Regions from separate parts of the Mus musculus genome. Here regions 1 and 2 are each linked to region 3. Evidence: chromatin contacts called from public HiChIP or PLAC-seq data. All regions are on one chromosome and are shown on one strand. Each heading gives the region's core, a stretch centred on a gene start, on an enhancer-like site or on the middle of the called end of the contact. The rest is flanking DNA. Distances are from core to core; before and after follow the strand shown.

Evidence for each region. HiChIP or PLAC-seq counts read pairs in DNA pulled down with a chosen protein or histone mark.
Region 1: an HNF4G HiChIP or PLAC-seq map of pancreatic cancer cells shows a contact between it and region 3. The contact joins the promoter of Slc6a6 here to the promoter of Fbln2 in region 3. A contact is called at or near these places in 1 of 484 Hi-C or Micro-C datasets (adipose-derived mesenchymal stem cells) and 1 of 115 datasets of contacts at active chromatin or transcription factors (pancreatic cancer cells).
Region 2: a contact with region 3 is called in a FOXA1 HiChIP or PLAC-seq map of pancreatic cancer cells. The contact joins the enhancer-like site here to the promoter of Fbln2 in region 3. A contact is called at or near these places in 1 of 15 datasets of contacts at CTCF or cohesin (the NIH/3T3 cell line), 2 of 115 datasets of contacts at active chromatin or transcription factors (extraembryonic endoderm stem cells and pancreatic cancer cells) and 1 of 9 other capture datasets (embryonic stem cells).

What each region holds. Positions count from the first base shown.
Region 1 is chr6:91,681,096-91,685,942 of GRCm38.p6, forward strand. It overlaps Slc6a6 (solute carrier family 6 (neurotransmitter transporter, taurine), member 6), which reads left to right and starts at 2,972. Exons shown (of 15, transcript NM_009320.4): 1 at 2,972-3,213.
Region 2 is chr6:90,747,142-90,751,983 of GRCm38.p6, forward strand. All of the region lies in intron 1 of Iqsec1 (IQ motif and Sec7 domain 1), which reads right to left. Among named protein-coding and RNA genes, the nearest start is that of Iqsec1, 61 kb to the right of the region's middle. Within about 2 kb of position 2,665, at least 76 of the 459 cell types and tissues checked have an H3K27ac peak or open chromatin away from gene starts, as enhancers often do. A contact at or near this core is called in the NIH/3T3 cell line and pancreatic cancer cells, where this site is marked.
Region 3 is chr6:91,209,354-91,214,032 of GRCm38.p6, forward strand. It overlaps Fbln2 (fibulin 2), which reads left to right and starts at 3,411. Exons shown (of 18, transcript NM_007992.2): 1 at 3,411-3,547.

The DNA of each region.
Region 1 (4,847 bases), core at 1,722-4,221, 470 kb after region 3:
GGCCTTCTGCATGAGCAATTGGAGCTCTGTTGTTCTATCTCACTGGCCCCCTACTTATTTTATTTTATTTTATTTTTAAATTGTTTGACACAGAGTCTTGTGTAGCCAAGACTGGTCTCATACTCTCTGTCTCCAAGGCTGGACTTGAACTCCACATCCTCTATCTCCTAGATGCTTGGATTACAGGTATGTGCCATTGTGTTTGAGCAAATTATTTGAGACAGGCTCTTACTATGTAGTCCTGGCTACTCCGAAATTCACTGTCACCAGGATGACCTTAAGTTCACAGAGATTCACCTTCCTCTGCCCTCTAGGTTTAAAGGTGAATACTACCATGCCCAGATCAAAATAACAGTAATAAGAATATCATTATTATATAGTATTATTTTATAATTATATTATAACATATAATTATAACAATTATTATATAACACTATTAATAATGATTATTATCTATTTTTGTTTTTTGAAACAAGGTTTCTCTGTGTAGTCCTGGAATTGCTCTCTAGACCAGGCTAGCCTGGAACTCAAGAGATCTACCTGCCTCTACCTCCCAAGTGGATTAAAGGAATGCACTACCACCCAACAGCCTGAAATTATTTTTTTTTAAAGAGACTCAGTGTCTCTATGTTGTCAGGCCACCTCTAGACTCCTAGGCTAGGCAATCTTGCCTAAGCAGCTGAGCAGGTGAGGGTACATGCATTCATATATCAATTTTGATTCCTGGCAATGAACTCAAATCACGATGGATGGAGCCCACCACAGGCCAAGCAGCAGAACATCTGGGGCTGGATTCAGTTCAGGCTGCCCTGCTTGAGACTTCTGACCGCTCTGACAGTCCATGGCCTCTCACATGTTAAGTTCATACTCCATGCCTGACTGATCTGCTGCACCCACAGCCTGGGGCTGGGTTCTTCCAAAGCTCCCCTGGAAACAAACAGATGGTCTAGGTTTAGATTCCAGCCCTGTGACTCACTGGCCAAGCGTCCCCCAGGCCAGCTATTTTCTCTGTGGCTCAGTTTTCCCTTCTGTAAAGTGGGAGAACTAGCAGTGCTGAGCTCCCAGGGATGCTCTGGGGAGGGGCGGGTTGGCCTTGTTTACATGAAGTGAATTCTACCAGCCGGGAAAATGCTGAAGAAAGGAAACTAACTAAATAAATATAGTAGTTGCAGTGACCCAGATGTCACTCAGCTATGACCCCAGCTACCCAAGGGCTCTGCAGTAGGAAGGTGACTTGGAACCCAACAATTTGGGACCAGGCCAGGCAATGTAGTGCCATCCCTATCTCAAAATATAATACATACACACTTACATACACATACATAAATAAATGCAAGTGTAGCTGAGCACTTTCTGTGCACCAGGCCTGTGATGCTTTGTGTACTTGATGGGAGTTCGAGGACCAGATCTCACCGAGTTGACATTACAGAAGGGGAGACTGATGAAGGCCTGAGCCACCTCCTCCCATTCTTCCCAGTCATCCCTTGTGTGATACTGTGTCGATCATTCTTAGGCTCAGGCCTGCCCAGGCTTTCCGAATTGAATCCCTGGGCCTGCCAGGCCTCTGTGGCCTCCCCTGCCCTGACTCTTTGTAGAGTCCTGTGACACCATGCCTGCAGGCTTTTGCAGCCTTACAGCCCTTGCTTCCTCTGTTCCCCACCCCCACCCTTCTGTCTGCCCAAAGGCTCTGGGCTTCCTGAAGTCTGCTCTGGGTTCAAAACAGCCACTTTCCTACTCTCTGACCTACCCCCTGGTCTCAGCCCTTTGTGCTGTGGGTAATGAAATGTGAGTCTGGATTTTTTTTTTTTAAGACGGGTTTTCTCTGTGCAGCCTTAGTGGAACTCACTCTGTAAACCAGATTGGCCTTGAACTCAGAGATCTGCCTGTCTCTGCCTCCCAGCGCTGGGATTAAAGGCTTGAGTCACACCACCACCTTATTTTGCTTCTTGGTGTCTTATGCCAGCCTAGGACAATGGATTCAGGCTGGTCAGGTCTGGGGCTACCATTCCCAGTTTAAGAGACAGGATAGCCATGCTACATAATTGACACTTATGTGCAGAGAGAGTGGAGAAGAAAGAAAAGGAAGTGGGCAAGCAGAGAGGGGGAAGGCCTTACTGAAGGTCACACAGCGCCACCTCAGGCTCAGCCAGGCTGTGGGTGTGTACAATCAGATGGAGGACATGCTCATTCAAATAAGGACAAGAATAATGGCACACTCCCCATCTCCATTTAAAAATAGTCACATTTGCTGACACTCGTTTGGCACTTCCTAGGTGCCTGGTGTCCTGTTCAGACTCTTTACACTGTTAACCTTGGACCCTCCCAGCAGCCAGAAGTGATGAGTTCCACTATTTTTATTTCCGTTTTACAGATGAGGAAACTAAGACACAGAAGGTCTGGGGAACTTGCCTGATGTCACACAGCCACGACGAAGTCGGGGCGCTTCGAAAACACAGCCTCATGTGGGCCAGGGGTGGGGGTGGGGGTGGGGGTGGGGGACTTGGCCTCCATTATCACTTCCACGGCAGCTCAGCCAGGCTTGCAGAGCTGCACACTGGCCCTGAGAGGACTCGGGGCAATGGGGGAGGAGCAGATTCTGGTAGGGATCTAGCTGCTGCGGCAGCCACAGGCCTCGTCCACAGACCTAGGTGGGTGTGTTAGAGAGCGTTGTGGTGTGGTAATATCAGGACAGGAGATGAGCCAGGGGTCTGGGTCTCTAACTCCTCATCGCCTGCATGAGAGGCCTGAGCAGTGCCATTAGCCACCAGCGTTTGGATGGAGCATGAGGATGGGTGCGCGCGCTCGACGAGGCGAGCTCCGGCTCTTTGTGTGTCCGAGCTCGTGCGCGCGTGCGTGCGTGTGTGTGTGTGTGTGTGTGTGTGTGTGTGTGTGTGCGCGCGCGCGCGCGCGCCCCGTGTGTGGGCGTGGCCGACAGACCAGGCCCCTCCCTAGGCCCCGCCCAGGCCCGGCCAAGCTGGTATTTTTCCACCCAGCAGGATGGGTGATGCGGAGAGCTGCCTGTTCAGACAACAGACACGCGAGGTCAGGGAGAAGCCGCTTATAAATTACCGCTTCCTCCGCGCCGCCGCCAGCGTCGTGCTCCGGGACCTGGTTGCTGCCGAGCTCCCGTGCCCAGCCGCCAACGCCGCGATCGCCGCCAGTCCCGCCAGCCTCGCCAGCCCCGGGCCATCCGCTGTGGGCTTAGCCACCCAGGTACCCAGGGCGTGTGGGCCGCGACTGCAGCCCCCTCCCCGGGCCGCGCTCCGCCACCTCACCGGGTCCCTGCGGGTCTGGCCTCCCCGCGCTCTTTCATCCCCTTCACCCCTGAGGGAGGGACTGAGGGTCTCCTGTTCAGCTCTGCTGGAGAGGGAGTTATTGTTTCCCTGGCGAAGGGGCTGGGGCTGCTGGTGCGGCGGCAGGTGTGTGTGTGTGTGTGTGTGTGTGTGTGTGTGTGTGTGTGTCCCACGGGGTGCCTCCTTGTCCCTGGATGTCTCTGTTTCTGAGAGTGGCTGTTTCTCCACCCTAGGCAGCCGTGTACATGTGCGCCCCGGGGTGTGTGATATGACCAGGGCTATGTCCGGGGCTGCCTTACCTGAGTGTAGTGTGGCCGTGTGGCTCTGTCTTCTGATACACACACACACACACACACACACACACACACACACATCTTGCCTATGTGAACCTGTACGTGTGGCTGTGTCTCCGGAACCCTGGCCGTGTGCACGTGTGTGTGCCCGAATGTGCCTGGATCCCTGGATCTGTGGTTGGGGGCAAGTCTAGTGTCTTCTAGCTGTACCCGAGAGGCCATCCCTTGTGCCCAGTGGGCCCAATGGACATCTTTGGTTCTTCGTAGTATTTAGGAGAGGTAAAAGGGCGGTATGGCTCCAGGTGCTGCCTGGGTGTGGCACGCAGGTGTGACAGTCGCTCCCAGGCTTGAGTAGCAGGGCTGAGGCCCGAAACGACAGCCAGGGGCAATGGGTAGCACCAGCTGAACACATCTTCCTCTAGACTGCTCCCCTTCACTTTATGGGTTCCTCTTTTGGGTGGGAGGTTCTGGTCTGCTCCCACTGGGGAAGCCACACAAGGAACCAGTCTCAGGAACAGATCCTACAGTCCCAAAGCCTCAACCTAGGCTGTAGCCTGGCGGCAAGGGAGGCGTGTGCTCAGCAGGGCCACCGACCTGGCTATTTTGGTCACTGCCTGGCCTCTGCCAGATCCCTGCCTTCCCTAGGACCAGCCCCAAAGGCTTGGGAGACAGCCTGGGCCCCCATTTCCTGCCTGGGGAAATAAATCATCTCAAAGACTGGCCAGGCGCTTGACCCGGAGGGTCCTCGGACTGCGGATTGGTAGCACGTGGCTCCAATTGGATGTCAGTAAATTGGCCTCCGATTTGGCACAGCTAGCTTTCAAATAAATGTCATAGAGATCTTTTTTAAATTAAAAGAAAAAAAAAATTTTTTTTTTGTTGCTGGTAGGGAGGGGATCTCACTCAGAGTCTCTAAGCCAGAAGGAGTTTATTTTTATGAGAGAGCTGGTGAGTGCTTAGCAACGGCCTGCCTGCCTCCCTCTCTACCAGGGAGTCATCGGGGAGTGGGGGGTGAGAGGGAGGTGTTTTAGCAAGATGATGGTGGGTGGCTGGAGGGGGACCTAGGCACCAGCTGAGAACCCACAATAGGATGGTATTGGCAGATGGTTGGAGGTTGTCTTAGGCCTTGGTTCAGCCACTCAGTTAACCTTGGGCAGTATTTCTTGTCCTCAGTCTCTTCATCTGTAAAATGGGTGGGGCATACTACCCATTGGATATGTCAACTGGGGATCCAAGAGTCTTCTTGTCCCCAGAAAGACTG
Region 2 (4,842 bases), core at 1,415-3,914, 460 kb before region 3:
CGTAGGACTATTGACTAATAGCCTCAGCAGTTGCACTGAAGAAACTGAAGAGTGAAGCTGCCCTAGAGGTGAGTGGCTCTTAAGATGCTCTACCCATCCTGCTGGGGACCTGGGGTTCCCCTCCTCCCAGCAGAAGCCGCAGCACCTGGCACTGACACACCTTGCTGGGCATCCAATGCTGCTGAGTGGAGTAGCACACAGAACAGACATGCTAAGGTTTGAGTGACTGAAGTGTAATCTCACCAGGATAACATTTAGTTTTGTGAGCAAAACTTGCAGAGTCTGTGTGATACAAGGCTCCAGCAGCACCCTACTGAAAGGTATCCCACAACAGCAAACTATGGCCACAGATCCCCCTCCTAGCATCCGTATCTCCCCATGGTGGGAGCTGGCCTGTCCAACAACCTGAGGTGGGGCCAAGGTATAGAATGTGGAAGAAGTTCTAGTCATAATGGACCCCTGGGCTAGGTCTGGGAGCTTGTGGCACATACCTCTCTGCATAGTGCCCTATGAATGTAGATTCAGAAGACAGAGGCTTGCATGCCTTTAGGAGAACACACAGGGTGGGAGAGGGGGGCACAGTGTGAAGAGGCTCATCTGCCACTGAGAGTCCATGTGGAAGTTGACAAGGAAAAAATTCTGAGATGGCCTAGACTTAGTTGCAAGACCAGAAGATAGGAGAAAGGTTTGAGTAAAACAAAATGACTAGCACCCCCAGCAACCACAAACTGCTCCATACTCCTATGTTGAAACCCTAAGCACTAAGCCCAGGGTGTATCTCAATGGCAGAGCACTTACTGGGCATGCCCATGACTCCAGTACCACAAAAAGTACCCCCCCCAACACACGTTGGGGAGGAGAATCATAGGGTACATTCCACCCTATTTCACCTTCCCTCACCCAGAAGCAAAGGATTCCTTTATGGACTGTCTTCCAGCCCCAAGGCGTTCCACTCTCTGCCTGTTGTCGTTCCCCTCCCCATCCTAATCCTAGCCACCGTGGGTTCCACTTCACACTCCTAAGCAAGACTCTCAGTTTTGGTCCGGTGGATGGTTTCCACCTGCCTCCTTGACCTGTGGCTGATGTTCTGGGAACTCACCCCAGGACCTAGCTCTACAAGTCCTTTTATGGCAGAGATTCTTCTTTCCTCTCAAGAGTTGAGGTGCAGTAAGGGATCCAAGAGGCTCTGCTAAAAGATACTATCTCTGGCCATGTTTGTTGGGCTGCCTCTTGCCTTCTAATCTATCTGGCCTCCCTGGGAGACCAGCAGAAACTGGCAGATCCCCTAACCCACAGACCCCACATCACAGACCACTGCTATTTCAAGCCATAGCACCATACAGCTTGTTACATAGCAACAGTTAGCACTTGAGAATTCACCACTGACTTCCTGTGGTGCCTATACCAGGGTACCTGTTTGTAGAGCTGAGACCCTGAAGCATGGGCTCTGCTTTGGGCCAAGAGCAGTCTCCACAATCCCAGGGAACTCAAAAGTTTTCAAATAAACCATAGACCCACATGGTCAGAGGGAGGGAACTGGGGAAGATGCTGGGATTGTTCTCTGAGTCTAGCTCCAGCCGACATACAGATGAATTTCTGATGGGCAGTAGCCTCATGGCCAACTTTTCCTGGAGCCTTCCAAGTAAATGACACAGTGTGTGTCCTAATGGGAATCTTTGTCCATCTCAAAGAAATGAAGAAACAGAAATGAAGAGGCTGGAGACCCTGCCTACAGTCACTCTTCCAAAGATTTGTCTTCCTCTGGTCTTCCCTGAAATGGTAGATACCCTTCCAGTTCACAGCTGTGTGCATGAGAAGAGGCTAGAAGAGGTGAGGGATATGAGGGTGTGTCATCATACCCATATTTCTGACTTACTGAGCTTGCAGGGGACACTGACCACTCTGAAGAAGGCTGGGAGCTGCTAGCAAAGGGCCATCTTCCAGGCAGACCAGATGGATAGCAGCTCTGGGTCTGGTAGGGACTAGCTCTCAGATGATCTTGCAGATGAGGGAGAGGTAAGGCTATCAGCTGCAGCCAGAAGGAAGGCATGGAAACAATGAGCTCAGCTTGATATGAAATACTGAAGTCTCTTTTAAGTCAGTGTTTGGGATACACACCCTCAACCTCAAAGGAAAGGTAAGTTCTGGATTCCAATTCTGATGCTGCTACTTCCCAGAATTCAGAAAAGAATTCTGGCAACACACCTGGCTGCCTCAGTTTCCCCAGCTGCAAAACAAAGTTAAAGCCAGTACTGGCAGTGTGGGCCTAGAGTCCAGCCACTTGAGAACTGAAGAATCACCAAGCCCAAGACTAGACTGGGCTATAGAAAGTATTCGAGGCCAGTCTGAATAAGTTAGTGAGATCCTGTCTCAAAAAGCAAAAAGAGATAGCTGAGCATGGTGCTCAGTGGTAGAGCACTAACCTATGATACATGAGGCCCTCAATTTAATCCCCACTGCTGAAAAGACAAAACCAAAACCAAAACCAAAACCAGATGCCAATAAAGAGATGAGATTTGCACCCATGCTTTCAGGATTTGTCGTGAGAAATCAATGAGGCAATTTTTTGCAGCTTGGCCTCAAACCCAAAGTAATTTTCCTCCCTCAACTTCCAAAGCATTTGGTGAGTCATCAACGCCCGAGACTCCAGTGAAGCTGTGGCTGGACTAGTCCTTATACAGATGAGAGCTAGATGCACATCCAACAGTCCTTGATAGCTCTGGCCTGTCCTAGCTATGGACAAGGCTAAGAGAAAAGCATGGCTTGAGCCCAGAAAAGAAGGTAGAGGAAAATGGAGACAGGAAGAGAAGAGAAAAGAGCCAGGCCTGGTAGTACAGGGAGGACAAAAGGAACGACAGGAATGTGAGGTCATGTGGCCAGTGGTAGTGCTTACCTACCATGCCTAGGGCCCTGGGTTCTACTTTCAGCACTGTAAAAAATAAAAATAAAAATAAAAATAAAATATGAAAACAAAACCCAATTCCAGGTTTTCCACATTCTTTCTAGAGGCCCCTTAACCCTGCCCTGCCCTGCCCCTACCCTTCACTTCTCCCTAGTGACCCAGTGGGTGGAGTTCACCCTTATCTCTGCCATGTCTCTGAAAGCAGATGAAGCAACAGGATTAAAGCTGAGGCTGAGCTGACCCGCCTCTCTGTGTTCTGGGTCCCACCCCTTACCTCATCCCTTTGGCCTGGAGCTTATCATGTTCTGCTTGTTTTAAGTACCCAGCTTGCCCCACTCCCCCTCAAACACTCTCACAGGACCTCTATCTAACATGATGTTTCTCAACCTAATGCTGAGACCGTTTCATACAGTTCCTCATGTTGTGGTAACTCCAACTATAAAACAATTTTCATTGCTACTTCATAATTATAATTTTGATACTGTTATGAATCATCATGTAAATATCTGTGTTTTCTGATGATCTTAGGTGACCCCTATAAAAGGATCATTCAACCCTCAAGGGGTCCTGACACATGTTGAAAAACTCTGCTTTACGTGATGACTGAACGAGTCTGATCTCCACTACCCCCCCAACCTCTCCCCACCCTCCCCAGTACAGCTCTTTGCTGTCCCCTTCACCTTTAGTCTGGGACTCCAGGGCCAGCCAGGTTACCTCCCTATCACTGTAGCTAGAGTGTGGTCCTCTTCCAGTCTGTGCTGAGGGAACAAGGTGAGCACTATCCAACAGTGGAGTGGCTCCAGATTCTGTGCCCAACCAGACACCCTCCTTTTTGGGGATACTGCTGGAAGTTCCCAGTCCCTCTGTCCTTAGAACCCGAATCCCCAGCTGGTCCTTCATCCAGTGGCTTCCTTGATCTTGGACTCAGGTCCCCTGTGACCACCCAAGAAGTCATTCAAAACCACACAGCCACATTTCACTCTGTGGTCCATTTCCTGAGCCCCAGATATTCCAAGAGGAAGGCGTTCCACTACCCTTGCCCCCTCCACCACCACCACCTCTACTCTGGGCCAAACACACAGAGGGCACTTAGGAGATATTCGCTAGGTACACTGTTGGCCAGATAACAACTCACTCAGCTGAGCTCATGGAACAGGAAGGTGGTGGTGAGGAAGATGCTTAGGTACCCACCCTGACAGGCAGGCAAATCCATCTGGGCCAGGCATTGGTTAACTTTTCTCACCTATGCCAGGATGGTTATTAAGCCATTTTTTTTTCCAGATAAGTTAACCAAGGTCACTCAATTTGCTCGGAGCAGAAGAGAATCTGGGGCCAGCTTTCTAGGATCTACGCTATCTCCCATTCTGAAGCACGGAGGGTGTGACCCTTGGAGTCTACCACCCAAAGAGAGAAATTCCAAGTGCTTAAAGGCCCAGGCACTGGGCCAGAGTCTTTCCATGAGCCTCCTTTTCTGCTCTGGAAAGAAACCACAGTTCAGTTTTGCAAATGCTAACCTTAGATCCAGAGTAGTTCAGTGACTTTGTAGATTGCATAGTGAGGCAGTAGACCACAGAGCAGTAGACGTCCTACCAACAGCCTTTCCTGTGTGATGACAGGAGAATGAAGCACACTGAGGTTATTGCCTCAGTTTCCCCTTGTGTACTGGGGTATGGGTGGGGTGACCACTGACAGGACATGAGGTGATTAGGGAGGCAGGCCTCTCCCCGCTCCACACAGGGGCTGATAGGGGAAGTGAGTGAGTAGCTGTTTCCCCATCTCCTCAGCCCCACCCCGCCACAGCACCTGCTGGGTAGCACCTCTCTGGAAATAGTCTTCCAACCCTGGGAAACTCCCCCTGAAATGCCCCCAGTGTCATAACCCAGTGTTGCTGCAGCTTCTAAGTTGGAAGCCTCAACCAGGCATCTTTTTCCAAGATTGCC
Region 3 (4,679 bases), core at 2,161-4,660:
AGGCAAGAATTCCAGGTGCTGGTGAACTATCATCTAGAAGACTGAAGGAGGGAGGGGGAGCCTCAGGGGCTCCAGGTGGCCTTTTTCCTGCAGACTCTCCTCTCTTTAGGAACAGACAAAGCTGGGAAGGCCTTTTGCCCACCATTGCTTATACGTATCAGGTGGCCTGGGGATTACTAAGAATTCAGATGTTCTACTCCACCCACTGGAAAACTGGATTTAGGTAGAATAGACATTTATATTTCAGATAAAGATGCAAAGTTCTGAAGTATTCAGCCCATTGTCAGACACGTCTGGGGTAGTGCTACCAAGCATCTTGGTGGGACAGCAGGATTGAGGAGCGTCAGATCTCACTCCCCGTGGGTGGACTGGCCTTTAAAAGTCTCTGGCCATCATCTTTGAAAGTTATTTTCATTCAGTTTCTGCTGCTGTATGAAGAAAAGAGTCTTCTGTAGCTCAGAGCCTAGGAGAGCTGAGATTACAGGGCCAGCATCCTGGGGAGGGCCCCTGGGCTGCACCACATCATGGCTGAAACTCTGTGAGAGGGACAGATCACATGTCCAGACGGGAAGTCAGAGGGGGTGGGGGGCAGGCAGGCTGGGTCTTTACAACAAAGTCTCAGTGAGCAGGGCCTGAGAAAGACTCATTAATCCCATCTGAGGGTGGAGCCCCCACAACCTAACCATGCTCCACCAGGCCCACTTCCTGGAGATTCTATTGCCCAGCAACCGTTTACCCTCTAGATCACCCCCTCCCCAGCAACCTCAGGGACATTCAGGGCTCAGGAGCCTGAGGGCTTTCAAAGGGTATTCAAGCCACAGTGCCTTTTCTGGGTTGGGGAGACAGCAGAGTCTCCACTGGAAAGCTCTGGTGGCTCTGGTGTCTACTGTCTTCTTCCCTGCAGCTGGGGAGCCAGCGGACTGGAGCTCCTGCACTGTGGCTGCAAAGTTAAAGGGAGGGCAGGAGACACAAAGAGGCAGAGTGGGAGGGAGGATCAAAGAGCCTATTGGAGGTTGGGAGCCACATCAGTCCCCAGAGGCAGGAGGATAGCTCTCAAAGGGAGTCCTGGCTCCACAATACTAGTATGACAGCAAGATTTGGTCCCAATAGTTGCTCTTTTTTCTCTCCAAGTTTGAGTCCCAGGGACATTTATGACACCTCTTCTCCCACAGATGATGCAGGGTGAAGGTTTGTGGTGTATAAAGTGACAACAAACATGAAAGTAAGGGCTTAGTGTGTCCAGTTGCCACTTCCAGCATTGCCTGCACAACTCCAGTATCTCCATGGGGACACTGAAGCTGAGGCTGAAGGTCATTCAGGAAGGCTGCCCAGCCTCAGAGCTGGCCTTCCCAAGCCCTTGGGTGGTGTCTTGTGCTATTTACAGAGTGGTCATATACCAGGTATAGCTGCAGTCCCTTTCCCTAAAAACTGTGAGCCAGTCCAGTTGGCCAGGTGGTATAGGTGAGCCCTCCGCCTGCTGGCTCTGGCGCCTCAGTGCCCAGGGAGGCTGTGAGATCAGCACTGGTGTGAGTAACACCTCTGCCCCCTGTGGCACTTTGTCTGGACCTTGTCAGCCTATAACTTCCTCCAACTCTATGTCAGCCAAGCCCCAGCCCCAAATTCCTGGTGGGTGATGCATACCCTGTCTTGATAAGAGTCCTGGCAGGCTCTAGGCGAGCCATGACTCTGGCTCAAATGTCGGAGGTGGGAAACAGCCTCTGTGTTATCTGGTGGAAAGACAACCAGGCCCAGGCTCCTTGTCTGCAGCCTGAGCCTGAATGTTGGCTGCTTGCCTCCCTTCTCTCCCTCAGCCGGGACTTGTAGTGGGGAAAGGGTCCATGCTTGCTGCAGCTATGCTCTTGGCCATAGAGAGAAGGGTTTCATCTGCTCTTTATTCTCATATACTATTTACTGAACACACCCCTCTGGAACTTTGGGATTTCAGCTCAACCCCTGATGTAGGCTTTGACACCTATTGTTTAGTTTGCCCCTGAGGAAGTAAGCCAAAACTCAGAGGGAAGGGACTTGCCCAAGGTGACTGGCCCAAGGACACACAGCTGCATGGGAAAGAAGTCTTAGCTGCTAAGTAATTCTACAAACGATCATTTATAAACCAATCTCAAAAAGGTAGCCAGGGAGAGAATGCAGCCAAGTGGCAGGATAGAAGGGCTCTGATGTGGTCTCAGAAAGGGGATATTTTATCTCAAAACAAGGATGCACCAGCCCTAGGCTCCTGGGGGAGAGGTGTTCGGGTAGAGGTTAACAGCATACACAAAGGCCCTGAGAGAGGCGTTTGTGGAAAGAGCCCACAGAGGCAGGCTGGGTCAGACTTTTCCATTCAGCTCTGCTCTCCACAACCCATCCTGGTTCCTCTACAATTCCCTGGCTCTTTCTAGGTGCAGCTATGTAACCCTGGGCAGATAGCTTCCTTCTCTGTCTTTTTGTTTGCTCTTGGCTGCCTCACACCTGTTCTGGGCCATGGGGTCTTACTCTTGGGCCACAGCTGCTCCTAGGATGACGGGCAGTGGCTATAGGGGCATCCATCTCTGGCAGGTATGGGAGGTGATTAGCAGTCCTGGATCTCAGACAGTGAAGCTCACTGTTGACTTTCTACCATGCACAGGCCCTGGGCCTGCTGAGAGTGGACAGTGGTGACCAGACACCTCTGTCATTTGGGGGGCAGGGAGCCAAGGGCCCAGTAATGATATGTTTTGAGTTTATATCTTACAGAGTGTTGACTGCCTCTTGGGCACTGTGCTGTGGATGACAGTGTTCTCCACAGCTCCCTACCCACAGAGGTCAAGAGGATTGGCTAAGCCACACCATAGTACAGGCAACTGAATCAGGATAAAAAAAGAAGAAGAAGGAGGAGGAGGAGGAGGAGGAGGAGGAGGAGGAGGAGGAGGAGGAGGAGGAGAAGAAGAAGAAGAAGAAGAAGAAGAAGAAGAAGAAGAAGAAGGAGGAGGAGGAGGAGGAGGAGGAGGAGGAGGAGGAGGAGGAGGAGGAGGAGAAAGAAAGAAAGAAAGAAAGAAAGAAAGAAAGAAAGAAAGAAAGAAAGAAAGAAAGAAAGAAAGAAAGGAAAAAAAGAAAAAGGGCAGGGTGATCTAGACAGTGGAGAACTAAGATGGGAGCATGCCCATGCCTAGTTTCTGCAGACCTGTCCCTGGGCAGCTTTGAGCCTGGGTACCTCTGGCTATCACAGGGTGCTGGGTCCAGGAGGAGAAGCTAAAGGGTGGCGCAGTACTGAGACATCTGAGTCTCAATATAGCCAAAGCATGGTGAGAGGGAGTGGAAAGAGGGACTCAGAGACCCGGACAGGAGAGCGCCGGCTCCTGGGCTCCTATTTGGGCTTGTTGAGCACTGGGTTGGGCGAAGTCTTAGCAAAATCGAGGCCCCGCCCTGAGGCGGGACCTGTGGGGCGGGGTCTCAAGGCCTGGCTAGTCCCGCTCTTCTCCAACCCCGAGCCGCGCGCCACCCGGACTCTGGATTCACCGACGGCGGGTGCGCGGACAGACTGACGGCGGCGCAGCTCAACACAGAGCACCGGGTAAGTACAGAGCCTTCGATCTCCACCCCGCGCTTCCTCTAGGTCAGTCACGTTCTCTTGATCGCTGGCTCGTCTCTCTGGCTCTCCAGACACCAGACTAGTCCTTCAGGGTCTCCCAGGGTCACTCCCCCAGCTGCCCCCCATCCCCGGCGGGAAAGATTGGGCCTCTCGGTCTGGTACCACCCCACCCTCAGTCACAAACTGCCACACATGCACTCACACTAGCAGAAGTTACTGCAAGCTCTGCAGAGGCACAGGCCACCCCAACACCCAGCCCAGAATCTCTCGTGCAGGGGCTGTGCACGTTCACTTCTCCCACATCCCTCTGCACGTGAGTGCTTTCACACACACTTGCATGTTTTAGGCATCCTTCAGACATGCATATGTGTCCGTGTTAGGCACGTGTGCGTTCGACATCCATAGAAAGTTTGGTTCAGTGCCGGTTGGTTCAATGCTTCGCTTATCTCCATCCGCTATTCCACACACATCTCCCACACGGGCCTGTGTTGGACACAGAGGGCCCCACACTCAGGTTCACAGACAGAGTCATGGTCCCTAGCATCTGCGGTTCCCCTGCTGAGTGGGAGCCTCAGCCTAGAGAGAAGGAGGTGGCTGCTGGTGTTAGTCTTGGCTCACTCTTGGAGTGGCCTAGGGGGCCCAGGAGGGGCTAAGTCTTCAGGGGTGGGCTTGGCTCCTCACCACCTCTTGTTTCCCCGCCCCCCCTCTCCTAGGCAAGAGTCCATCCTTTCTTCCTCAGCCAGCCTGAGATCGTGCCCATCTGCTTCACGGTGATGGCCACTTGGACCAGTCCGAAGTTGGTCTGAGCCAGCAGGTGTTCTATGACTGGCCAGAGAGACAAAAAGGAATTTGTGGTGTGTGGGTCCTTGTTGCTCAGAGGATGCTGAACCTGACCCTCTCCAGGAGAGCTTGGGTGACGTGGGTGGGTGGCAGCAGAGGGCTCCCTGGGCTTGGCATTGAGTGGAGCTAATACATATTTGTGATGGAATGATCGGAGCTCTCGCCTCACCTTCCAGAGGTGCCAAGTATGTGTGTGTGTGTGTGTGTGTGTGCAGGACCCCCAAGAGGAAAGGCAGGATGGGAGATGTTGCCAAGGGTGGGTACCTCTTGTCTT